Regions from separate parts of the Rattus norvegicus genome. Here region 1 is linked to region 2. The links are chromatin contacts, called in public Hi-C maps. All regions are on one chromosome and are shown on one strand. The core of a region is the stretch at or near the end of the contact, and the rest is flanking DNA. Distances in the headings are between cores, read along the strand shown. Region 1 has its middle 7.8 kb from the start of Csf2. Region 2 has its middle 16 kb from the start of Irf1.

What was found. A called contact is a pair of places that touch in the nucleus more often than the background predicts.
Region 1: a contact with region 2 is called in a Hi-C map of the A7r5 cell line, with 7 times the contacts expected there. The contact joins two enhancer-like sites. A contact is called at or near these places in 3 of 12 Hi-C or Micro-C datasets (the A7r5 cell line, Schwann cells and frontal cortex).

What each region holds. Positions count from the first base shown.
Region 1 is chr10:38,894,155-38,900,697 of GRCr8, forward strand. No RefSeq gene overlaps it. Among named protein-coding and RNA genes, the nearest start is that of Csf2, 7.8 kb to the left of the region's middle. Within about 2 kb of position 4,342, at least 4 of the 93 cell types and tissues checked have an H3K27ac peak or open chromatin away from gene starts, as enhancers often do. A contact at or near this core is called in the A7r5 cell line, where this site is marked.
Region 2 is chr10:38,398,588-38,404,735 of GRCr8, forward strand. No RefSeq gene overlaps it. Among named protein-coding and RNA genes, the nearest start is that of Irf1, 16 kb to the right of the region's middle. Within about 2 kb of position 2,279, at least 5 of the 93 cell types and tissues checked have an H3K27ac peak or open chromatin away from gene starts, as enhancers often do. A contact at or near this core is called in the A7r5 cell line, where this site is marked.

The DNA.
Region 1 (6,543 bases), core at 3,092-5,591, 500 kb after region 2:
CCCACCTATAACACTCCAGCTAAAGGGAAAAAAGAAGTCATAAAAGGTGACCATAAACTAAGAGGGTCCTCAGAGTACCTGCCTGGGTGGCAGAGAGAAGTTCTTGGAGACCTCCCACCCCTAGGACCACCAGCTCCCCACTACTTTCCCCTAAACACACACACACACACACACACACACACACACACACACACACACACACACACTTCCACACCCCCAGACTGCTACATCCCAGTAAGGGTGGTGCCAAGTCCCTCATATTTCCCCAGGAAGCATCAGCCTCCATGGTTCTGGACGCAGAGCTACAGACAGACCTGTCATCAGGCCTGGCCACACTTTCCTTCTCTGTGTCCGACCTTCATCTTCATGAGGGGATGGAGACCTCTGCAGATCACTACAGAGATGCCTGGAGAGTGGCATCTAGAGGTGCTTCTTAAATCCTAGCCAAGAGCTAAGTGTATGAAGATTTTCTGCTTGGGTTTTCTGTTTGGGCTAGTTGGGAGGCCTCCATTCCAGCCTCAGTTTCCCAAACTGTCAAAGAAAGACTGTCTTCACCAGGGTCTGAGCAGGTCAGCATTCTACATGAAAATTAAGTAGATTAAATTGTCTTTGATGGAGAAATTTAATCCCCACGCAGACCTGCTCTAGTGCCCCATGAGGTTCACATGCATATCCTCAAGAGGCAAAGGCAGCTGGGAGGCCAGGGTACAGAGCTGTGCGGGGGAGGGGGCGATCTAGGTAGACTACAAAGAAGCAGGCTACAGTGCTGTGCAGGGATCTGGGTGGGCTACAAAGTAGCAACTGCGTTGTACCTATTTTCCTATAAAGAGTCAATTAGGACACAAGACTGTCTTCCCTATTCCTAGCTAGGAGGAGACAGTTCTAGGAATAAGCAGCCTGACTCTCTCTGCCTGAGGAGAACAGAGAGATTAAATCTGGAATATTGCTTGGCCCAAGTGGTTTGCCACCCCTCTGGATTCAAAGCCCACAGTCATGCCAGTGGCTAGCGGTGGCTGTCTATTTATTATGATTTTTCAATATTCGGTTATTTATTTGTGTGATTGCAGGCATGGCTTATGTGTAGGGAGTCAGAGGACAGCTCTCTCTCTCTCTCTCTCTCTCTCTCTCTCTCTCTCTCTCTCTCTCTCTCTCTTTTTGGTTCTTTTTTTCGGAGCTGGGGACCGAACCCAAGGCCTTGCGCTTCCTAGGCAAGTGCTCTACCACTGAGCTAAATCCCCAACCCCTAGTTCCCTCTTTGCAATGAGTACCTAGGATAGACTTCGGTCATCAGGTTTGGTGGCAAGTGCTTTAATCCACTGGTGCAAGTCCTCTGGTGGTCATGTTTGGCCACAAGTGCCACCAAACCTTTTCATTGGCCTGACTGTGTAATATTTTTATTACCACCCTTACTGCAGCGAATGGGGCCAGGACACAAAACATGCCACATCATATGCTCATAGAACGGGGAAAGAAGGGAGACCTATGTCCTGGTGCCAGATGTGAACTTTAGTGCCTAGCCTCCTTTCTGATGTGTCCCCAACTCTCTGCTCATAGAGGCACCCTGTCTCCACATCAGTTGTCTGTGCTGCCTGGATTGGTCTCCAGAACATCTCTGGGCACCCCTAGGAGGGCCCAACTGGCGCATCTACAGAAGGAAGTTCCAGCAGTCTGAGTTGAAGGCTACCATCTGAGAGGGAAGATGCAAAGTTCCAAGACTCTATACGCCTTGGGGAACAGAGAATGCTCAGTGAGGGGAAAGTGTCTGTACCACCCAGGCTGGAAGTGGAAGGTGTGTCGGGGCCACTCTAGAGGCCGAGTGAGAAACAGAGGAAGTCCTGCGTGACAGTGACTGTGAGTTAATAAACACTCTCAGAGGCATGTAGGGGGATTTGGGGACACAGAGGAAACCGCAGAGGGATCTAAGCTCTGGTGTAGGGGAGGCAGAGAAGTAGGAAAGGGGGACAGAAAAGCATGTGAAAGTATGTATGCAGGTGCTTCTGTGAGTGCAGAGGAGCGGAGGGACAGGCGCTCACTCAGGCTACAACTTGAACCATGAGGTAGCACAGGGCATCTTTGTGGGCCCATACCCCGGGGGCCCCGGGCTGGATGAAAGGCTTACGCCTCAGTGGCACCAGCAGACATACTGCAGCTTAATGCTTCAGAAGGTCGAGAGTCCCACTGTCAGGACTTCTCTTTACCTGAGCGTCTCCCTACCGTCATAATAGGGGCAGTCCTAGACAACTTCGGTCCTCATGGGGATTCTCTGTGTCCCTTTTCACTCCAGGAAGACAGCGTCTTTGCCCAGAACACATCCATGGCCATGAGCCCAACTTCAAGTTTTCGAAGGACAAAGTAGTCCCATTCACTCCACGAGAACTCCCTCTGTCAACCTGGCTCCTCCTCCTCCACGTCCCCTGGGACCCCCGCAGCCTCCATTCTTCAGAACTGTTTTCTGCTTCTACCCACAGCTCCCTCCTTCCCTCCCTCTGTCCCTCTGTCCTGGCCCTTTCCTATTGGTGCAAAATTCAGTATCTTCAAGGTCCCATCCTAACATCCACATCCCTACACCCAGCACACCCCAGGCCTTGGCCATCCAGGTCTGTTATCTCTGTGGTTGCCATGCTGATTGGGCTGTTCTGGGAGTAGGGAATGAGGTGAAGGGAGCAGCTGAGACTAGAGGGGTCCTGCCTCCACCTTGGTCACCTGGTACTCGATCACACTGGACGGCTCATCTACTCAGACGTGCCTAATTCACCCTACACTACTAGATCTCTGTGCCCTAACCACTCAACCATCTGGCTGACTCCTCCCTGTATCTTGTCCATCTACTGCCTGGTGGAGTCCTGCCTCTTGGGTAAGCTTCTGAGCCTCTCTCCTAGTGGAAAGCATCTGAGATCAGCTCCCATCCACCCCCTTCATTCTGTACTGACTGACACCCCCCTCCCTGCATGCTGCTAGCTAACTGGACAGAGTCAGGAGACTCCAGTCGGTACTAACCTATAACTCATTATATTATATATTATATATTATATATTATATAGTATATAGTATATAGTATATAGTAGTATATAGTAGTATATAGTAGTATATAGTAGTATATAGTAGTATATAGTAGTATATAGTAGTATATAGTAGTATATAGTAGTATATAGTAGTATATAGTAGTATATAGTAGTATATAGTAGTATATAGTAGTATATAGTAGTATATAGTAGTATATAGTATGTAGTATGTAGTATATAGTATATAGTATATAGTTTGTAGTATGTAGTATATAGTATATAGTACTATATAGTATATAGTATATAGTATATAGTATATAGTATATAGTATATAGTATATAGTATATAGTATATAGTATATAGTATATAGTATATAGTATATAGTATATAGTATATAGTATATAGTATATAGTATATAGTATATAGTATATAGTATATAGTGTATATATAGTATATATAGTATATAGCATATATAGTATATATAGCATATATAGTATATATAGTATATATAGTATATACAGTATATAGCATATAGTATAACTGCATCTGCATGGGGGAAGCCACAGAGGTCCTCAGCAACGGATTCAAATGGTAATTTAAACCAGGGAGGAAAGAACTTTTCTTTGTCTGGGGGATCTCGAATTGTGGAGTAAGTTTAGCCAGGTTCCCTTCCTTAGATACTTGCCTTTCTGGAAATGTTTCCTTGATTCGTTTTTCTGAGGTCCCATACCTTTTTAGGTAAAGAAAAAGATGTGCGTCCTATCTTGCCTTCCCGATGAACGGCTGTATTTGTAAAATTAAGATAAGAGATGAGTGAAGTTGCTTGTGGCTGGTGTGACCTGCTCTCCAGAAGTGACACTTCAGATGTAGGGAGGGGGCCTTAGCAGCCACTCCTCTAGGATCTGCCATGGAGTGTTGCTGCCCTCTGCTGCCCTTTGGATTTACTGACCTAGCACAAAGACCGGTCTGGGAGCCATGACAGTTGCTGGGAAGATGTAAGCCGGCTTTGCGGTTCTGTTGGATCAGGGGGTTGGCGCCCTTCTTGCCAGTGGCTGGGCATGACAAAGGACCTGTCCCCCTGGGCCTTTATAACAAGAAATTACACACTGCAGGGATTGTCTATAGTTCTAGAGGCTGAGAAGCCTGGAGGAAAGGAACCAACGGGCTCAGGTACTTGTTACCGGCCCCGCCCCCTGCCCCCATTCTCAGACAGCTGTCACACTGTGTCCTCACATGGAGAGAGGACTCAAGGGGGTTCCAGGAGCCTCCCCCCCCTTTAAAGGCATGTTTTAAACTATGTGTATGGAGGTGAGGGCTCTTCTGTGTGTATTAAAGCCAGAAGAGGGCACCAGATCCCTTGGGCATGGAGCACTTGTGAGCCGCCTGAAGGTGTTAGGAACTGAGCTTGGGCCTTCCATTAAGAGCAGTCCATGCTCTTAACTGCTGAGTAATCCCTGTAGCCCGGAGTTCTTTATTTCATGAACTCCCTACACTTACTCTCTTTTTCAGGACTCCACTAGCAGATACCATTGCACAAGTATTTAGGGTTACACACTCAGTCTAAGTCCAAAGCACAGAGATACTCCTCCAAATCCTGTCAAGAACCAACCACAACTTGATTCTGGATTCCAGGCTAGGGCTGTGTTTGGGCAAGGATGTGCTGTCCCCAGATAGGGTCTGAGGTTTGAGGTCGCAGGTAAACCTAAGTGAGACAGGTCAGTGGTCATTTCTGACTCAAGCTGGCTGTACGCTGCAGACTGGACAATTCCAGGACATTCCAAGGATGTCTGTCATTCCCACTTCAAGAGTATCCCCTCCTCCTTCCACTCCACAGCTACAATGTGTCTTGTGTTTCTGACCTCTCTCCTTACTCCTGTGCCTGGTCTGTGTCTGATCCAGCCACTAACTTCTGCTTATTGTATGTTTCTGCATCAACAGAGACTTGGGCCACCCCAGTGTCCAACCCAGAGCTGGGGTTAGTGGCAGACATCACTCTCATCCCAGGTCCTTCTGTCCCATGAGTGCTCTGAGCACATTGCCGTACCTGACCACTGCTCCCACTGCCCATAGATTTTTTCTCCCTCTGATCACCACACCGCTGGTACATTCTTGTCACTTAGGTCTTCACCTGTATGCCAGCTTTCTTGGAGAGACTTTCACAACCATCCAATCTAAAGCACACCCCGCCTCTCTATTTAGTTCACTGTCAAATCCACACGAACAGTACAGAGCCTCCCAACAGGTACTTAGTCAATGTGCACAGGAAAACACAAGGCACTGTGGGAATGCCATGCCCTTCAGTTAGAAGAGCTATGAGTTCATAGCCATGGGGCAGGAGCTCCAAGAAGTGGGTCCTTCAGTGAGATAGGTAGGCAAGAGGAAAATAAATGGACTACTGCCCCACTTTCAGTGAGGGAGGCTCTCACAGCTAGTAAAATATAACACAGTTCCAGGGAGAGTCTGCTGGGAGGTGGGTTAATTGTGCTTTTGTCAACTTGACACAGAGTCAGCTGGGAAGATGAAACCTCAGTTGAAGCAATTCCTCTGTCAGACTGGCCTGTGGGCACATCTGAAGTGGGTTCTCTTGGTTAACAGTTAATGTGGGAGGGCCCAGTCCACTGTGGGTGGGCGGACGGTCAGGAGTTATGTAAGAATGCAAACTGAGCAAGCCAGTAAGCAGCATTCCTTCCTGACCTCAGGTTTCTGCCTTGAGTTCCTGCTTTGGTTTCCCTTGATGCTGTACTGATTTGTAATCCGAAAGAAACCCTCTTCCTCCACAAGGTGCTTTCGGTCACTAGGCAAACTAAGGCAGGGAATGCGTCCTGATTTGCACGCTAATAAATTCTGCCTCTGAGACTAGTGCTATGCTGCAGATAACTGAGCACCGCCCAGCAATTATCACTTCTTTCTTAGCGTTTAAAAATTTAGCATGCAGGGGTTGGAGATTTAGCTCAGTGGTAGAGCGCTTGCCTAGGAAACGCAAGGCCCTGGGTTCGGTCCCCAGCTCCGAAAAAAAGAACCAAAAAAAAAAAAAAAAAAAAAAAAAAGACCTCTGTTGCCCCTCTCATGGTCCTTCTCCCTCCAGGACCTATGACCACACCCACTCATAGACACATGCATAAAAATGTTAATATTGGACGCTCATTAGAGAGAAAGGATGGTGATATTTGTCTTTCTAAGTCTGGGTTACTTCTCTTAAATGCAGTAATTTCCAGTTCTATCCTCCCCACCCCACCCCCCTGGAAATCCCATGGTTTCATCTTGCTTTGTTACTGTATAAAACTCCACTATGTAAACCACATTTCCTTTATCTAGACATCTGTTGATGGACATCTAGGCTGGTTTCACTTCCTGGCTACTGAGAAGGGTACAGCAATAAACACGAATGCTGAGTGTCTCTGTGGGAGGAATTGGCGTCTTTTACATGCGAAAGTGGACATATGGTGCTTCTACCTTTTGACTTTGACAGGCTTCCATAGTGGTTGTACCAGTTTATACTCCCAATGAGTAAGCAGTAAGTAAGGGTTCCTCTTCCTCCACA
Region 2 (6,148 bases), core at 1,029-3,528:
AGAAAGAGGCAGCGGCATGTTTTGTGTGTATACACAGTTTTGTTTTTTTTCTCTTTTTCCTGGTTTGTCTGTTGATGGACATCTTGCCTGGTCCCATATCTTGGCCGTCGTGAGCCATGCATCGGGGCCTGCCGAGTGCTGACTCAGGTTCCTTCCGTGTGTACAGGGCTGGTCCCACGAATCACATGGTAGTCTACTTTTAGTAATGAGGAACCTCTGTTATTTCCACAGCTGGCTGCCCCCGTTCACATTCTCACCCATAGTGATGAGGGTTCCCTTTTCCTCAGCTAGGTTTCCTCATCTCCCGCTCTTTCTACAGTAGCATTTTGTTGGATTGGGTTGGATATTTGCCTGTGGGAGTGGGGCGGAGGAGGGGGCAGCTGGGATCAGAGGCGCGTGATGCCTTGCTCTAAAAACCAACATTAAATGTATGACATAATGGGTTTTGATAGGGCACTTTCAAACATGTCTACGATGTACTTTGATGACATTGTCCCGTCTTGTCATCGCATACACTGAGAACAGCATCAAATACCTGCTGTTGTTTATTTGCAATGCTAAGGACCGGATCCAGGACCATGCGGCCAGTGGGCAACACTCCACCATCAGGCTGCGTTGCTGGCCCCCAAAATGTTAGTTTTGTTTTTCATCACGAAACATTCCTTATTTCATTTTTAACATCTATTTATTTTAAAACAAGGTCTAACATCTGCCTTCTGTGAAGAACTTTCTAGCCACACACTCAGAGATCCACCTGCCTCAGCCTCGAGAGTGCTAGGATTGAAGGCATTCACCGCCACCGCCACCGGTTAGTCACAAAGGCTCTATGTCAGCAGTTTAAAGACATGAATCGGAGAGCACTTGCTGACAAGCCTGAGTTCAAACCTCAGGATGCACACGATGGGAAGAGAGAACGTTGTGCTCTTACACACACACATGACTGCTGTGGCATGTGTGTCCACACAAACAAACAAGTGCTTTCAAAATAATGTAACTCGGAGACTGGGGAGATGGTTCCATCAGTAAAGTGCTTGCTCTGTAAGCGCAAGGACCTGAGTGTGGATCCTCTCAGTGCCCAAAAAGGCCAAACAAAATGGCCGATACCTGTAAACCCAGAGCTAGTGAGGCAGGAATAACAGGGTTTCCGGGGCTTGCCAGCCAGCTCTCTCTAGCTAAAGCTCTCTCCTCTAGCCCTGGCTTCTAGGAGAGGTTCTGTCTCAAACCACCACCACCAAACCAAAATAAAATTGTGGAAACTGATACAGTAAGATACTCTGCCAACCCATGACCTCCACTCACATTGCCTATCTGTGTACCCAAACACAAATGTGCTCACACACACTAACATGGACACATGGACACAAATGTACGCACGCGCGCGCGCGCGCGCGCCCACACACACACACAAAATATAAAGATGTGACTCTCTTTGCTTCTAAGAGTGAGACTCACTTTCCAGATTTGACCCTTTAGTCACAAAGGGTCATTTTTTTCCAGAAGTGTTTGTGTGTTTGCAACAAAGTCTCATGTAGCCCAATCTGGCCTACAAACTTGCTTGGTGTTGTAGCAAAGGATAGCCCTTAAGTTTCTGATCTTCCTGTGATCACCTCCCAACTGCCAGGATTACAGGTGTACCACTTTGGTGGGTAGTGATTGTCAGCTTGACAGTGTGCACATACACACACACTAATGATAATAAATTACCTTACAGCAAAGTAATAGGCTTCCATATGGGATTTTCACATATGTTTCATTTGATCCTCTTCTACCCCTACATACACATACACCACCCCCCACACACGTATGTACCTATTGGCATATATACACATATAGACATATGTAACATATATATTACATGTACTCATTTAATAAATTGACTATTGTGCTATAAGAATATTTTATTGTATTTTAATTAATTAATTAAATTTTTATCTTGAGACAGAGTCTACTATGCAGACCAGACCAGCCTCAAACCCATAAAGATCAGTCTACCTTTGCTTCCCAGGTGCTAGAATTAAAGGTGTGTGACTCATCAAATTGACTAATATCATTTTTTTTTTGAAACAAGATATCATGTAGCCCAGACTAACCTCCGACTTAACCTTGTAACGGAAATGACTTTAAAGCCCTGATCCTCCTGCCTTTACCTCCCAAGCTCTGGGATTGCCAGTGGAATCGCTGTGCCTGACTAGTTTTGCAAACATTCTTTGTGCATTCTAGACACAAATACTTTGGCAGGTATGCATTTATAAATATCTCCTCCCATTCTGTAGCCGCCTCCACAATTGAGTCAGCTGTTTGGCTTCCCTGCCACACTCTGCCCGGATTACATCCTACTGTGTGAGCTGTTGTCCCTCCACCCTGGTTCACCCCTCCTACATCCGCACCCTACTCTGATTATGGAACAGTCCTCTCCTTCTCTCTGGTCTCATTGCAGCCCACTCTGCACGAAGCAGTCAGTGAGCTTCTTAAAGAGCACACCTCAGGCTGGAGAGATGACTCAGCAGTTAAGAGAACACGACTCTTGTAGGAGACCTGAGCTGGGATCCCAGGACCCATGAAACGCAGCCACAACCACTTGTAACTCCAGCTCCAGGAGGATCCAGTGTCTTCGGCCTCCACGGGCATTTGTGCTCATGTGTACATATTTATATACAAAACCGTGTATATGCACATAATTTTAAATAATAAAATATTAAAATAAAATATTAAAAGATAAAGGGAAAGCACATTGCAGCGATTCTCTCCTGCACACGGTATCCTTTCAAAGTCTTTGCATTCTTTTATGGTTTTGTTATTATTTTTAATTAAATTGTGTTTTTAGATTTTATTTTTATTTGTGTGTGTGTGTGTCTGTGTCTGTGCATATGAGTGCTGGTTCCAGAGGAGGCCAGAAAAGGACTTCAGATCCATCCCCTGGGGGTGGAGTTACAGGTGCTGTGACTTGAACTTCAGGCCTTTGCAAGAGCAGCCAGAATTCTTACCTATTGAACATCTCTCCATGTTGTTCTTTCAGTAAATTATCATTCATCATCATTGTCATCGTCGTCACCATCACCACACACCATCACCATCATCAATTAGTGTGTGTACATGCAATTCCTCCATATGGAGGTTGGAGGACAATTTTGTGCAGTCAGACCTCTCCTCCCACCTTTGCATGGGTTCCTGGGATCAAACACAAGTTGCCAAGCTTGTGTGGGAAATGCCTTTACCTACTGATCCATCCATCTGATTCTACTGCTCACTTTGAGACAGGAATTTAACGAGGCTAGTTAAATGAGTCTCTAGGCTGGCCTGAGACTCATTATGTAGCCAAAGATAGACTTGAATTTCTGGGCCTCTACCTCCCAAGTACTGGGATTACAAACAGCCACCAGCATAGTAAATGTATACAGTACTGACTAACAATCTGACAAGCCATACACAGTCCCCAGCACTCTTTGTTTTCTGAAACAGGGTCTTGCATAGCCCAGGCTAGCCTTAAACTTGCTGGGTAGCTGAAGTGGAAACTTCTAGTTCTTTGGAAAATTAGTTATGACAGATGATGCTTTGTTAGGACACCCAGGTGAAAGGACGTCTTGCTAAAGCAACCACATGAAAGACTGTTTTCCTGAAGCAGACACAGGTGAAAGGATGTTTGGATACAGCAGACACGTGAAAGGACCCTTGATAAAGGAGTATAAATACGACCCCACAGTGGGAGACTGGGCATTGGTTTGGTTTTTCTCTGTCTGACTATTCTTTGCTAAAGACACACATCTATCGTTTCACCTTACATAGCATTGTTGAGCTCACCTTGTGGTCATGCTACCACTGAGAGAAACTCGCCCAAGAACTGCTCCTGGGGTTCCTGAGTTTCCTGAGGTTCTTGCAGCAGCTTGCTGCTTCCACAGCCATGCCTCAGGCCAATTGATGAGCCTGGAAGTTTCTTCAAGATTGAACTACAGCTGCCTGGTGTCTGCTTGCTGAAAGGACTGGACTGTAGCTGCTGGTTCGTGCCTGGGTCTGCTTGCCTAGAGGACTGGTCTGAAGCTGCTGAATCATGTTGGTGTTTGCTATGGGATTGAACTGCTTGCTGCCCAAGAATATCGAGCTCACCCCCAAAGAACTATTGTTGAACAGGCCCACTTTCCCCCTATCCTAATAACTTTCTCTTCCACTGCCTCTCCTGGGTGGTGGACTAGAGGAGAGCTTGAACCCTTATTAAAAGTAAGTTGCAAAGAATTTATGCCTACAGGTAGCCAAGGATGATCTTACATTTCTATCAGAAATGCCTCCTGCCTCTGCTCCCTGAGTGCTGTGACTGACTATAGGTGGTGCCATCACATACAAGTAAGCCTTCCATTCCCTTGCCATAAAGCCTAGTGCTCAGGAATAGGTCCCAAGGCCCCACCTGGTCTGGGCCTGCTTACCTCGCTGGCTCGTTTTACCCATGTCCCCATGCCCTCCATGTAGCAACGGTGGTCTGGCTGTCACCCCAGGGCTTTGTACTGCCCATCCCTTCAGTTTGGAATGTTCTTCTGATGATCCTTCTGTCAGGGAGCTAAAAGGTCACCCTCCTCAGAGAGACATTCCTTAGACCCCAAATTTAAGGTGGCCTTCTTTATACTATCATATTATCTTATTGTTATAAATGTGTGACAGTTTTCTTGTCTGATAAATGACTAAACCTACCTGTGCTGGAAAATTAGTTTCAAGAACAGGGTTAAATAGATGGCCCAGTGGTAAAGAGGACTGACTGCTCTTCCAGAGGACCTGGGTTCAATTCCCAGCACCCACACAGTGGCTCACAACAGTCTACACCAGTGGTTCTCAACCTCCTGAATGCTGTGACCCCTCAATGCAGTTCCTCATGTTGACTCTTAACCATAAAGTTATTTTTGTTGCTACTTCACAACTGTAACTTTGTTACTGTTATGAATTAAAATGTCAACATCGGATATGCAGAATATTTGATATGTGACTTCTGTGAAAGGGTAGTTTGACTCCCACAGCAGTCTCTACCCACAGATTCAGAACCACTGATCTATAACTCCCATTTCTAGGAGATCCAATACCCTCTCTGATCTCCACAGATACCAGGTACACACATGGTACACAGACATACATGCAGACAAAACACATATACACATAAATTAAAGTTTTCATTGTTTTGTTTTTGGAGGCAGGGTTCCTCTGACTGTTCTGGAACTTGTTCTGTAGATCAGACCGGCCTTGAAGTCAGAGATCAGCCTGTCTCTGCCTCTGCCTCCAGCATTTAACTGTACCACCACTGCCCAGGTTAAATCAATTTTTTAAAACACAGGCACACTGAGATCATAGCTCATTGACACCATGCCCACTTCATAAACTCTTGCTGAGCGGCTGGGCCCGTCACACACTTCTGCACCTGGCACCTGGCGGGGTAAATGTTTGTTCTCTGCGTTAATCACAGTATCCATCAGTCCCCATGCATGATCAGTAGCCTTCCCTGGGCTAGAAAAGATGAACGTGGGCTGGAGAGATGGCTCAGCGGTTAAGAGCACCCGACTACTCTTCCAGAGGTCCTGAGTTCAATTCCCAGCAACCACATGGTGGCTCACAACCATCTGTAATGGGATCTGATGCCCTATTCTGGTGTGTCTGATGACAGCTACAGTGTACTTATATATAATAAATGAATAAATCTTAAAAAAAAAAAAAAGAAAAGATGAACGTGCAGGAAACTAACAAGAGGAAAAAACCTGCAGGAAAGAATGAGAGGGGAGGGGCCGAGGGCACGGCTCAGTGGGCTCAAGTCCCCAGCACTAGACATAAAGAGTCAGACGTAGCTACAACTGTCTGTCACCCCAGCAGAGAGGGGCAGAAACAGTAATAGCCCAAGAGCTCCCTGGTCAGGTAGCCTAGCTGAACCGGCTGCTTTTGGTTCTTTTTTTTTTTTTTTTTTCCTTCGGAGCTGGGGACCGAACCCAGGGCCTTGCACTTCCTAGGCAAGCACTCTACCACTGAGCTAAATCCCCAACCCTGCTTTTGGTTCTTATTGGAGAGAGCGATAGGGGAAAACACCAATGACCTCCTTGGGCCTCCACATGTGTACATTGCGCTCTTGTACACACACACACACACACACACACACACACCAAATAACAAATACCATTTTTAAAAA